Regions from separate parts of the Mus musculus genome. Here region 2 is linked to region 1. The links are chromatin contacts, called in public Hi-C maps. All regions are on one chromosome and are shown on one strand. Each heading gives the region's core, a stretch centred on a gene start, on an enhancer-like site or on the middle of the called end of the contact. The rest is flanking DNA. Distances are from core to core; before and after follow the strand shown. Region 1 overlaps Mob3b (MOB kinase activator 3B). Region 2 has its middle 21 kb from the start of Mob3b.

Region 1 (5,545 bases), core at 1,906-4,405:
GTCCCTGACTTGCAGGGACTTTGATTAGGATTTTTGTGACCTTATGGTAGAAAGCATACTTGGAATTTTGAGGTTTGTTCTTCCTCCACGCTGGTGACAGGATATTCTCTTTTGAGGCTAGGCAGCAGAGGGAGCCTCAACTCTGTCCAGGCTCATGTGTGCTTCTGTGCATGCATGTAGCAGTGCACAAATCCCTTCCTCTGCAAAGCGCTGTGCTGCTAGCCCAGATGTTCAGTAGGTCAGGTGTGTGAAGTGGATTTTCACCATGTTTATGGATTAGGATGGGTTTGCTGGGAGCTAATCCCACTGCAAACTGAGAAGTATATGAAGGTCATGTTTTATTAAAATGGAGGTTTTCGGTTTGTTTTGGAATCCTTACTCAATCTAAACAGCACTGTTCCTGCCAAAGAGAAGGGCCTACTAAGAGACTGCAAACTCCCCAAATTACAAGCTCATCAAGGAAGAGACCCCTCCTCCACATTTCACCAGGCACACAATACAGGTCTTATTAAGTGGTGGCAGACTCATCTCGTGATGCATTCAAGGCTGTCTGGCTTCTATGAGAGTCTTTGTTTTTTGTTTTTTGTTTTTTTTTTCCTAAGGGAGGTAAACTCTTCCTTCAGGCACCCATGACCTGAAAGTTCAGAATACTTCCAAAATGACTGATCATGGCTTTTTGAAGGTCATTCAAGTTGAGCCCATTCATTTGAACTATAGCGCTTACAGCGACCCCACAGGGTGAAACCCTGCTTCCAGCCAGTGCCTTTCTGAACGCTGATGGATGGCCAAGGACAGAAACAGAAAGGAGAGTGAGTCATGATGCCCACCCCCAGCTTCCAGGAGCTGGCAGGCTCCACAAGTAAGCTTTGAGCAATGCAGAAATCTGTTTTACTGCTCATATGGCATCTTGAGCCATCTGCAGGAGCCAGTCCAGCTGGGGGCATCTTGAGCCGTCTGCAAGAGCCAGTCCAGCCATGTAAGTGAAGGCAGGCTGTGGGAAGAGGACGCTTGGCTTGTGGCAGACACCAGGCTGTTGTGTTCATTTTTCCTGGGAAGAGGAAAACAAATAAGCAATTACCCTAGAAGGAAGCCAATGACAGACCAAAGTACTATCTCACCAAAGTCCAGCTGGCCCAGACCAATGAGTGACTGAATTGACTTTCTTACCGAGCACACAAACAGTTGAATCACTGCAAAGTCCCACAACATCAGGGATGACAACTTCGTGGAAACTACCAGGGAGTCCTGCTTTTAGTTAGAAGTATTTCCTGGGTGTAGTGTAGCGCCTCCAAACATCTCCTGTAGCTAGGAGAGTCAGGAAGACCTAGAGTCTGAGGTCAAGGGCTCCTGACCTGAGTAAGTAGCTTCTTTAACGCTATCCAGACCTGTTTTCCACTACGCCCTTCTGTTTTAGTTGCCATGTGTAGTATGTTTGAATGAAAATATCTACCATGGGTCCATGGAAAGTAGCACTATTAGGAGGTATGGCATTGTTGGAAGAAGTGTGTCACTGGTTTTAGGTTTCGGTGCCCAGTGTCACTCTTTCATCCTGCTCTCTGCTGATTCGGGTGTTGAACCCTCAATGCCTTCTCCTGTGCCATGTCTGCCTTCATGCCACCAAGATGACAATGAGCTAAAGCCCTGGACGGTAAGCCAGTCCCAGTTAAATGTTTTCCTTCATAAGAGTTCCCTTGGCCCTGGTGTTTCTTCACAGCAATGAAACCCTAACTAAGAAGATGGCCTCTTGTTTTGACTGGAGGACTAAAGACCATACAACAGCGACCTTTAGGGAAACTCTAAGGAAACTGAGCAGACAGAAATGGGAATGGGAGAGAACAATAAGGGAAAGCCACAGCAGGCAGCTTCTATGTTATGCTGGGTCACAGGTAGCATTGCTTAGAGCAAAGATGGTGTCTGTCCACTGTCCCGTCCTGGTCAGGAAGTAATAGCACCTCAGCCAGATGAGTTAGCAGGGGGAGAGCAGGGTAGGTGACTCTGCAGAGAAAGTCACAATGCTAGAAAGAATACTGTGGTCAATCAGGGTGCTTCAGGGGTCTGTGGGGCTCTTGAGAACTCTGGTGATACCAGAGTACTGGTTACTCATTTTACTGCTGTGACAAAATACCAAACAAAGGTGACATAAGGAAAGACGTGTTCGTGGGCGCAGTCCATCGTATAGCAGAGTACGTCAACAGGGGTCCGAGGCAGCTGGGCACCCTGTAGTCACCTTCAGTGAGGAAGGAGTGTAATGAATGGAGCGCCTGCTGCACTGGTGTGCTTTTTATTCTGTCTAAGACCCCAACATGGGATGGTGCTCCTCACAGCTCAGGTGGGTCTTCCTACGAGAGTTAACCTAATCTGGATAATCTCTCAAAGGCATAGCCAGAAGCTAATCCACTCTAGATAAGTCTGACCTAATCTAGATCGTTTCTCACAGGCATGCTGCCCAGAGCCCCGTTTGTCTCCCACATGGTTCGACAACTTGTTTCGTTGGCATAGCAGCCATCACACCCTGGGACCCACGTTCTCCTGAAAGGAGGCATGCAGCCATGTGTTGATAACCCCACGGGTTCAGTACGAGGACTTCAGACATCCGCAGCTCTCCCTTTTCTGTCAATCAGTGTAAACCGAGGGCTGGTTGTGTTTACATAAAGCAACTTCTTTTTTTATGTTTGTAGAGCTTGGGGAAAGAAAAGCAGTTTGATTTTTGTATAGGTTATGAATAACTCTTCTCAGTGGGTGGCAGGAATATGTGTTTATCTGCCCATACTTAATGGCTGTATGGATTTGAGGGCCTGCATGTATGTGTCCATGCTCAGACCCACCTTTGCATAGAGGAAACACCCTCTGTCTAAGTAATGTGGGCGGCTAGGAACAAAATTAATCAAATAAATATTGTTCTTTCCGGTCAGGGAGCTCTGGCCCGCTACATTGCTATTTTTACTTCGTTTGGCTCATCCACCACCCACATCCCTAAAAGGCACCAAAAAGGACATTTTTTAATTCTTCTGCACTAGCTGGACCTCATCCATACTTATGAGGGTTTGGGGGGACTTTTTGTTTCGTTGTGTTTTGTTTTAAGTTTTATAGTCTGACTGCTCTCCTGCCTTATTCAACAATCTCAGACTTTGGAATGCTCCCGAGAGAGAGAGGGAAGCAGCCCTAGCTTCGAGGCTCTGGGGAGCAGTCCCACCCTGTGGCTAGCGCAGATGCAGTGTGGCCACTGAGTCAGGCTCTGCTGAGAGCACATGCTGATTGGAGATACAGAAGGCTGGATGCCTGGGGACGTAGCTGATGGACCCCTTGAGGAAGACAGACTTAAAGATTTCAGACTTGCTGTCCTGATGACCATGTACGTGACTATGCCAAGATGTTGACCCTCGGTTCCCTCTGCAGAGTGAGGAGACCACACACAGTGGCATCGTTCCAGAGGCCGCACAGTGCAGTGTCTGGCACACAGGGGAAGATAGATGTGCCCGGGGCGGACACGAGATGCTCGCTGTGTTGTTTTGCCATCACTCCTTCCTTCTGACCGCTGCTTCATTCGCCACCCACCAGTCTACCACGTGTTATCTGTGCAGATGTGTAGATAGACATTTGACATGCACAGTGACCGTCATCAGCTTCCTACTGACTTCTCCACCCCTCACCCCCTCCAAGTTCTCGTTAAATGGGCCCAGTTGCATTATAAAAATCTCATGCAAAATGTTTAGGCCCTATAATCTGGTATTACTTGCCGGTCAGTTTGGCCACAATTGAACAGAGTCTTCCTGGCAGAAAGCGTGCCTGTCTGAGGGCCAGGAGGAAGGTCCCTCAGCTTGGAGGGGAGAATGACATAAATTCATAAAAGAGTTTCTGACGTTCATCTCTCACGCCATTATCATGAAAACAGCCAGGTATGCCTCCCCCTGCACAGTGGACAAGCAAATTCCATGTGATGTGTTTACATAAAGATAAAGTGGCATAAGATATGTTCTATGGGGGGTGTGGTGAGTTGTGGAGGAGAAGGAGTGTCTCAGCAGGCCCATGCCAAGGCATCCCTTACCCCTGAGGGACCAGCCACACGATGGTGTGGTATAGAACAGAATTAATTCAGGGCATGGGGAGGGGAGTTAAGAGGGTAGTAGAGACAGAGAAAGACAGAGAGCGGGAGAGAGTAGAGAAGTAGAGGCCAGCCATGGCCACATGGAGAGAGAGAAGGGAATGGGGAGAGAGGGGGAGCAAGAGGGAACAAGAGAGTGTGGCACGAGAGAGAGGAGGGGCCAAGCAGCCCCTTTTAGAGTGGGTCAGGCCTACCTGGCTGTTGCCAGGCAACTGGGGTGGAGCTTAGACAGAATGCTAACACCATAGACTTGTTCAGAGCAGTGGAGTGGGAATTGCCAAGGGCTTTTGCCCAAGGACCAACATTATCTCCCCTGGTCGACATAGCTATTTGGATTCTAGAAAGTGACCAGAGAAATCCTCACCACAGGCAAGGGAGGCTAGCCTCCTTTGGAGAGCTGTGGTCCCTCCGCCAGGCCTCTGCCTGCATCAAGGCTGGATGGGAGTTGACTTGGCTCCTGCATCCACAGCAGCCCAGCTTTTCCGAAGTGGACTGGCTGGGAGATTGCTTAGGATATTTTATATTTTCCTTGTTTCCTTTACTTCTCCTCTTCCTTTTCCTGGGGATGTTACTACAGCCTGCAGCCTAACGTTGGACCTGGCCTTCCCTGACATCATCTCTACCCACCTGAGGGAGAGACAACTTCCAGGCCACATGGTTAGCAAATAGCCACTTAAACCCCTTCTCCTTCTTCAGCCCAGGAAACTCTTCTCTTTCCTAGGAGTTGCTTTTTCTGCCATCCAGGTGGAATAGAAGCTTCCAAGACACCTAAGCAGGGCGTGGATGACCTGGAGTGCTCTGGGCATCCGAGTAGTGAAGGTACAAGGGCAGGGACCAGGCCTCTCCCAGGCTGCTCTGGTGAGAGGAATGTAGACCGTGAGGTCCTTGAAGACCAAATGCACAGCTGCTAGTACATCAAAGCAAAGAGATAGAGAGGATGTGGGGACTACTCGTATGTCTCTTTGGGCCTCAACTGTGTCTCCCTTGCCAATGTTGCTACAGAAACCGGCAGGAGCTGGGGAGTAATGCCTCTTAATCTTGTGTGCACACTGGAACGGCCGCAATGTAGCATGTCAGAGCAAGGACTTCTGGGTCCGTGGAACTAAGTGAAAAATCTGTTCTGATTTTATAGCACCCAAACTCACATCTGTCTATTGTCCTTGGTGCTTTAACACCAGTGTCCGTATTGTTGTCCTGTGTCAGAAGCACCCTTCCCCCATCTGTAGGCAGGAATGATCTCCCTCAGGCTAGTATGGATGAGTTTGGTACCACAGCATCTCTTGCTCATGCCAACTAAGTACTCCTCCATTGGCATTGCCAGGTCAGGAGGGACTTGCATTGGCTATAGGTAAGAGATGAGGTCACAGAAGACTGCAGGTCTACTGAGTATAGAAGCCTGGCCCAAGGGGAGTGGGTGTGGCCAGGAGCCAGCTGCAGGGGGAA
Region 2 (5,288 bases), core at 2,088-4,587, 210 kb before region 1:
TATCTGGATCTTGGTATGGAGATCTTGAGCCATAGTGGCTATGGATTCCAGAAGATTGAATCTCCGAGTTTAAGGAACACACCTTTAATCTGGGCTACGCCTTTCATCTGGGATTAAAGGTGTGGTGGAACACACCTTTAATCTGGGCTCCACCTTCTGCTGGAGACAATATAAGGACATTGGAAGAAGGGAGTCTAGTTCTTGCTCCTGCTCCTTCGCCTGCTTGCTGCGTGAGACTGAGTAACTGCTAGATCCTTGGACTTCCATTCACAGCTGCGACTGAACAATTGTTGGGAATTGGGCTGCCGACTGTAAGTCATCAATAAATTCCTTTACTAACTAGAGACTATCCGTAAGTTCTGTGACTCTAGAGAACCCTGACTAATACAGTGGTCTTGGTTCCTGTTAGTAGGATTCTTACGTTTACCTTTCGCCATCTGGTAATCTCTGGAGTTAGTAGTTATAGTTGACTCTGTTTAGAGATTGTTCTTCTGGTGATTCTGTTACCGTCTCTCAGCAGACCTGGGAGACAGATTCTCTCCTCTGAGTTTCAGTGCTCAGAGCACTCTCTGCTGGCAAGCTCTCTTACAGGGAAGGTGCGCAGATATCTTGTTTTTGGACCTCCTCCTGGTCGAAGAAGAAGGCCCAAAACAGGGCCTCTCTCAGAAGCTGTGTTGCTTTGGCAGTTCCCAGAAGCTGTCAGCTTCTGTGGTGCAGACTCTCACCTGTGCAGACTAAAATCCTAAGTTCCAGGGAGTCCTGGAACCAAGATGGTGACCGCTGCTCCTGAGGCTGAGGCCGTCTCCCGAGCCAGGCGGACACCTGTCCTCTGGTCCGGATGGTGGCCGGTTGTCTGCGGCCCGCCCAGGCTGCTGCCTCAGCGGCTCTGTGCTTCTGCCCGTCCCAGAAGCTGTCCGGTTCTCTGGCGCACCCTCTAACCTGTTCAGACTAATTTCCTAAGTTCTGCTGAGTCCCGGAACCAAGATGGCGACCGCTGCTGCTGAGGCTGAGGCCACCTCCCAAGCCAGGCGGACACCTGTCCCCAAAGCAACTCTTATAAAGGACAACATTTAATTGGGGCTGACTTATAGTTTCAGAGTTTCAGCCCATTATCATCATGGCAGGAAGCACGGCAGCATGCAAATAGACATAGTGCTGGAGAAGGAGCTGAGAGTTCTATATCATGATCCACAGGCAGCAGAAGGAGACCATGTCAACACTGGGCATAACTTGAGCATATATGAAACCTCAAAACCCACCTCCACAATGACATTGTTCTCCAACAAGGCCATGCCTCCTAATAGTGCCACTCCCTATGCCCAAGCATTCAAACACGTGAGTCTATAAGGACCATTCCTATTCAAGCCACCACATGTGACTACAGAGAAATTCAATTATAAATCAATTGTTAATATTGGGAAAACCTCAAAAGCCTAGAAGTGAGATAGCACTTTGAAAAGGTGACATATGGGGATGCAGAAGTGGCTCAGAGTTAAGATCTCTTGCTACTCCTGCAAAAGACTGAAGTCTGGCTATCAGCACCCACATCAAACAGTTCCCAACAGCCAGTGCCAGGGGATCTGGTGTCCTCTTTTGACATCAGTGGGCTCATGTACGCGTACACACACACACACACACACACACACACACACACGCTAAAAATAAATCTTAAAAAAAGAATCTATAAATTGCTTATGTCTTAGGGCAAGAGGAAATTGACTGAAGAACAGAAATGGAGACCTCAGAACATTCTGGAATGATTTTTATGAAGAGTGGAATACACTCTGCCTGTGGTGCTTCCCTACCCTCTAGCCCATTCTTCATTGATAATAACATGTCCTTCTAATATTGTGTAATTGCCTATTCTGCTTAATGGCTCTCTATCATGTAAAGACTAAGTCCAAAATCTTAGCAACACAGTATGGGTTTACCCCTCTAGCCTTGCTCCCCAGGTCACTAGAACATATTCCTTTTATCACACAATCTTTTATTACACGATTTCTTTGCTTGTTCATTTCCCCACATATGCTAGGCAATAGGATCTATACTTTGCAGTTTCTGTATTCTAGTGCCTCGCATGGGGCTAGGCACAGAGTACATTTCCAGTGAACAGTACTTGAGTGGATATAATAATTGTAATCAGCATTTTCTTTCTCTAAAAAACAACAACAACAACAAAAACCTCTCCTTCAAATTGAGGAAATTGCTCTCTTTATGTAATCAGAGATTTCCCCCACCCCAGAAAATCCTTCATTGAATTTAAGACTATACAAAACCTAACTCTAAAATTTCAAAGATCTTAAGCAGCGATTTTAATCTTTCGGAAGTAGTAATCCCCTATCATTTTCTGGGTTGCATTTGTACCTTACTATCTCATCTCTTGCTGAAATGTGCTTTTAAGATTTATTAATTAGTTGATAAATTGCTAAGCACATTTCGTCGGGCCAATTAAAGACAATGGAAGTATTCATCTATGGTGTGTGGACTTTGAAGAAATCTGATCCAGTATTTAGAAAATTGTTCCTGAACTCGGAGTTGGCTCAAACTGGCACCTTCTGGCATTTGCTTGTGGGTGGGGAATGTGGAATGCTTTGAAAGCTGGATGGGTTTGTCAAGTTTTAAAATTCCCTATGGCTAAAAGAAAACAACATTCATTGTTTAAAACCACCATTGCTTGTTTTTTCTCCTTTTCTAATCTTTAGAGCCTGAAACTGCAAAAAACACAGCATACTTTATTTTCTTCTTGTACCTCTCCTAGGACTTTTCTAGAGACAAAGTGGAGTAGAAGACTTTGTGTCGCGCTTCTTGAGAATACCAGAACAAATGGGGAAAGACATCTTTGATGTTAATACGGAGTTATATGAAGTGGTAGATTTCTGTGTGTCATGCCAGGCAAATAGAACTGTTGAGTGTAGGGGTCCTCGAAACCAGACTTTCAAGCTGCTCTGCTTCCTCAGGGAGTGACCTTGGCCAAAAAATCCGTGCTATATCCTATTTCTGTACTGATACGCGACGCAAGCCTGCATCATAGGGCTGCTTGAAGATTAAGTGCTCTAATGAACATGAATGCCTGAAGGCAACTGATGCAGAAAGTCAGTGCTCTGTAAAATTGTGTTCACAAGCAGCTGTCATCATCACCGTTATGGTCATTAAGTGATTTAATGTAGAGTTCCTATTTCTGATAATTAAATCATAGCAAGTCTTCCCCCTTGATTCTACATGATACATACATGATACATACACCCTCAGTAGCAAGATTATCTTGCTAGCCTGACCCACCACTGCCTCACTGCACAGTGCAGAGCATTTCCTTAGGTAAAAGTCACTGGAAAAGAATGTGTTGGGTAGTCTGCAGAGATCTCCTGTTTCTCAGCTATGTTTACGCTACTCCATGGCGGGGTCCCTGCAAGCACTGGTGCCAGGAAAACCGCCCGTGTGAGGAAAGGAGAAAACCTGCTTCAACACAACTCAGTTGCTGGTGTGGAGTCACACTTCTAGAGGCTGACATCAGGTGGTTTCGTTTAGGCATATTTAAATCGCAGTACAGTTCCGGTGACAACTCACTCATCCCATGTGCACAACACTTAAGACATGACAACACCTAAACTCTTTTCAAAGTACAATGTGACCTCTTCTATAAAGATGAGTTCTATAGATTGACTACATTTGTTATCTTAATGGCCTAGGGGAGGATCTTTTGTGGTTTCAGTCATAATGATGAGCACAGAGGTCATTCAGGCTATCAACTACCTACAGTCCTGCTTGGGGGAGCTTGGGGGAGCCCATGGTCATACAGCAAGCACAGAAATCGCCTAGGTTATTAAATATATCTCATTCTGCTTGGGGGAGCCTAAGAGAGCCCTTGGTCATACAGATAGCACAAGGATTGTCTAAGCTATTAGCCAGCTCCATTCCCAGCCTTCTGGACAAAAAACCAAAAAGATTATGTATCTCTTCCACTGAAGAGATAATTCTGGGTGTTTAACATTACTGTTTTCCCTAGTGCTTATCTGTGAGCACAGGACTTTCGTGGTCCCAACACTTCATCTCTCCTGCCAGTGCTGGGCTCTCTGACATTTTTCATTTTCAGTAACTTGGCAATTTTCTTCCTTTAGGTCATCCTTAATTTCACCTACAACCCACAGTCCATTTATTTTTCCACAGAAGGCAGAGTGACCTTTTTAATAACAACAATAACAACATCTTTCTTATTCTCCTCCATCTCCATCTCCTCCTCCATCTGTCTCCTCCTTCTCTTCCTCTTTCTTTCTTCTTCTCCATCTTCTTCTCCTTCTCCTTCTTCATACTATGTGTGTGTGAGAGAGAGAGAGACAAAGACAGAGAGAGACAGACAGAGACAGAGAGAGACAGACAGAGACAGAGAGAGATGAATGTAGATGGATATGCACCACAGTGCACTGTGGAGACCAGAGGACCACTTTTATAAGTTCCTTCTCTCTTTCCATCATGTTGAGGCAGGTTCTGCCGGGCTGTGGGCTGCATGTTCCAGGTTAGCTCACTCACTCAAAAGATTCCAGATAATATCCATGTCTCTGCCTCTTGTGTTGTGGTAGAAAAACAGACATTACAGATGCAAGCAATTGCATCTGGCTTTTTTCCCCCAGGTTCTGAGGCTCAAATCAGGTCATCAGTCTTGCAAGGCAAGGACTTTATCTACTGTGGGTTGTTGTTGTTGTTGTTGTTGTTTATTTTGTTTTTGTTTTTCAGAGCCAGAATATGTTTTATAGAGTGAGGTATGGTGTGGTGGGAGGGGGTACCTCAGCAGGTCCATGCTGAGGCATCCCTCTCCCGAGGTACAAGCCATATAATGGGTCTAGTAGAGAACAGAGTTTACTTAGGAGAATGGGAAGGGGAGTTGAGAAAGGAATAGAGGCAGAGAGGGAGGGGAGGGGAGGGGAGGGGAGGGGAGGGGAGGGGAGGGGAGGGGAGGGGAGGGGAGGGGAGGGGAGGGGAGGGGAGGGGAGGGGAGGGGAGGGGAAGGGAAGGGAGGGCAGCGGAGGGCAGGGGAGGGCAGGGGAGGGCAGGGGAGGGGAGGGGGAGTCAGGGGAGAGGAGGAGGCCAGCCAAGAACACTTAGAGAGAGAGAAAGAGAGAGAGAGAGAGAGAAAGGAGGAGGAGGAGGAAGGAAAAAGCCTGTTAAGAATGCTTGGAGAGGGGCTGGTGAGATGGCTCAGTGGGTAAGAGCACCCGACTGCTCTTCCGAAGGTCCAGAGTTCAAATCCCAGCAACCACATGGTGGCTCACAACCATCTGTAACATGATCTGACT

What was found. A called contact is a pair of places that touch in the nucleus more often than the background predicts.
Region 2: a Hi-C map of uterus shows a contact between it and region 1, with 5 times the contacts expected there. The contact joins two enhancer-like sites. A contact is called at or near these places in 9 of 39 promoter capture datasets (the C10 cell line, cranial neural crest, frontonasal cranial neural crest and 4 more), 40 of 484 Hi-C or Micro-C datasets (B cells, CD4 T cells, the P5424 cell line and 23 more) and 4 of 115 datasets of contacts at active chromatin or transcription factors (embryonic stem cells, hepatocytes and stem cell-derived neural progenitor cells).

What each region holds. Positions count from the first base shown.
Region 1 is chr4:34,962,096-34,967,640 of GRCm38.p6, reverse strand. All of the region lies in intron 3 of Mob3b (MOB kinase activator 3B), which reads left to right. Among named protein-coding and RNA genes, the nearest start is that of Gm33620, 27 kb to the left of the region's middle. Within about 2 kb of position 3,155, at least 9 of the 459 cell types and tissues checked have an H3K27ac peak or open chromatin away from gene starts, as enhancers often do. A contact at or near this core is called in uterus, where this site is marked.
Region 2 is chr4:35,176,175-35,181,462 of GRCm38.p6, reverse strand. No RefSeq gene overlaps it. Among named protein-coding and RNA genes, the nearest start is that of Mob3b, 21 kb to the right of the region's middle. Within about 2 kb of position 3,337, at least 11 of the 459 cell types and tissues checked have an H3K27ac peak or open chromatin away from gene starts, as enhancers often do. A contact at or near this core is called in uterus, where this site is marked.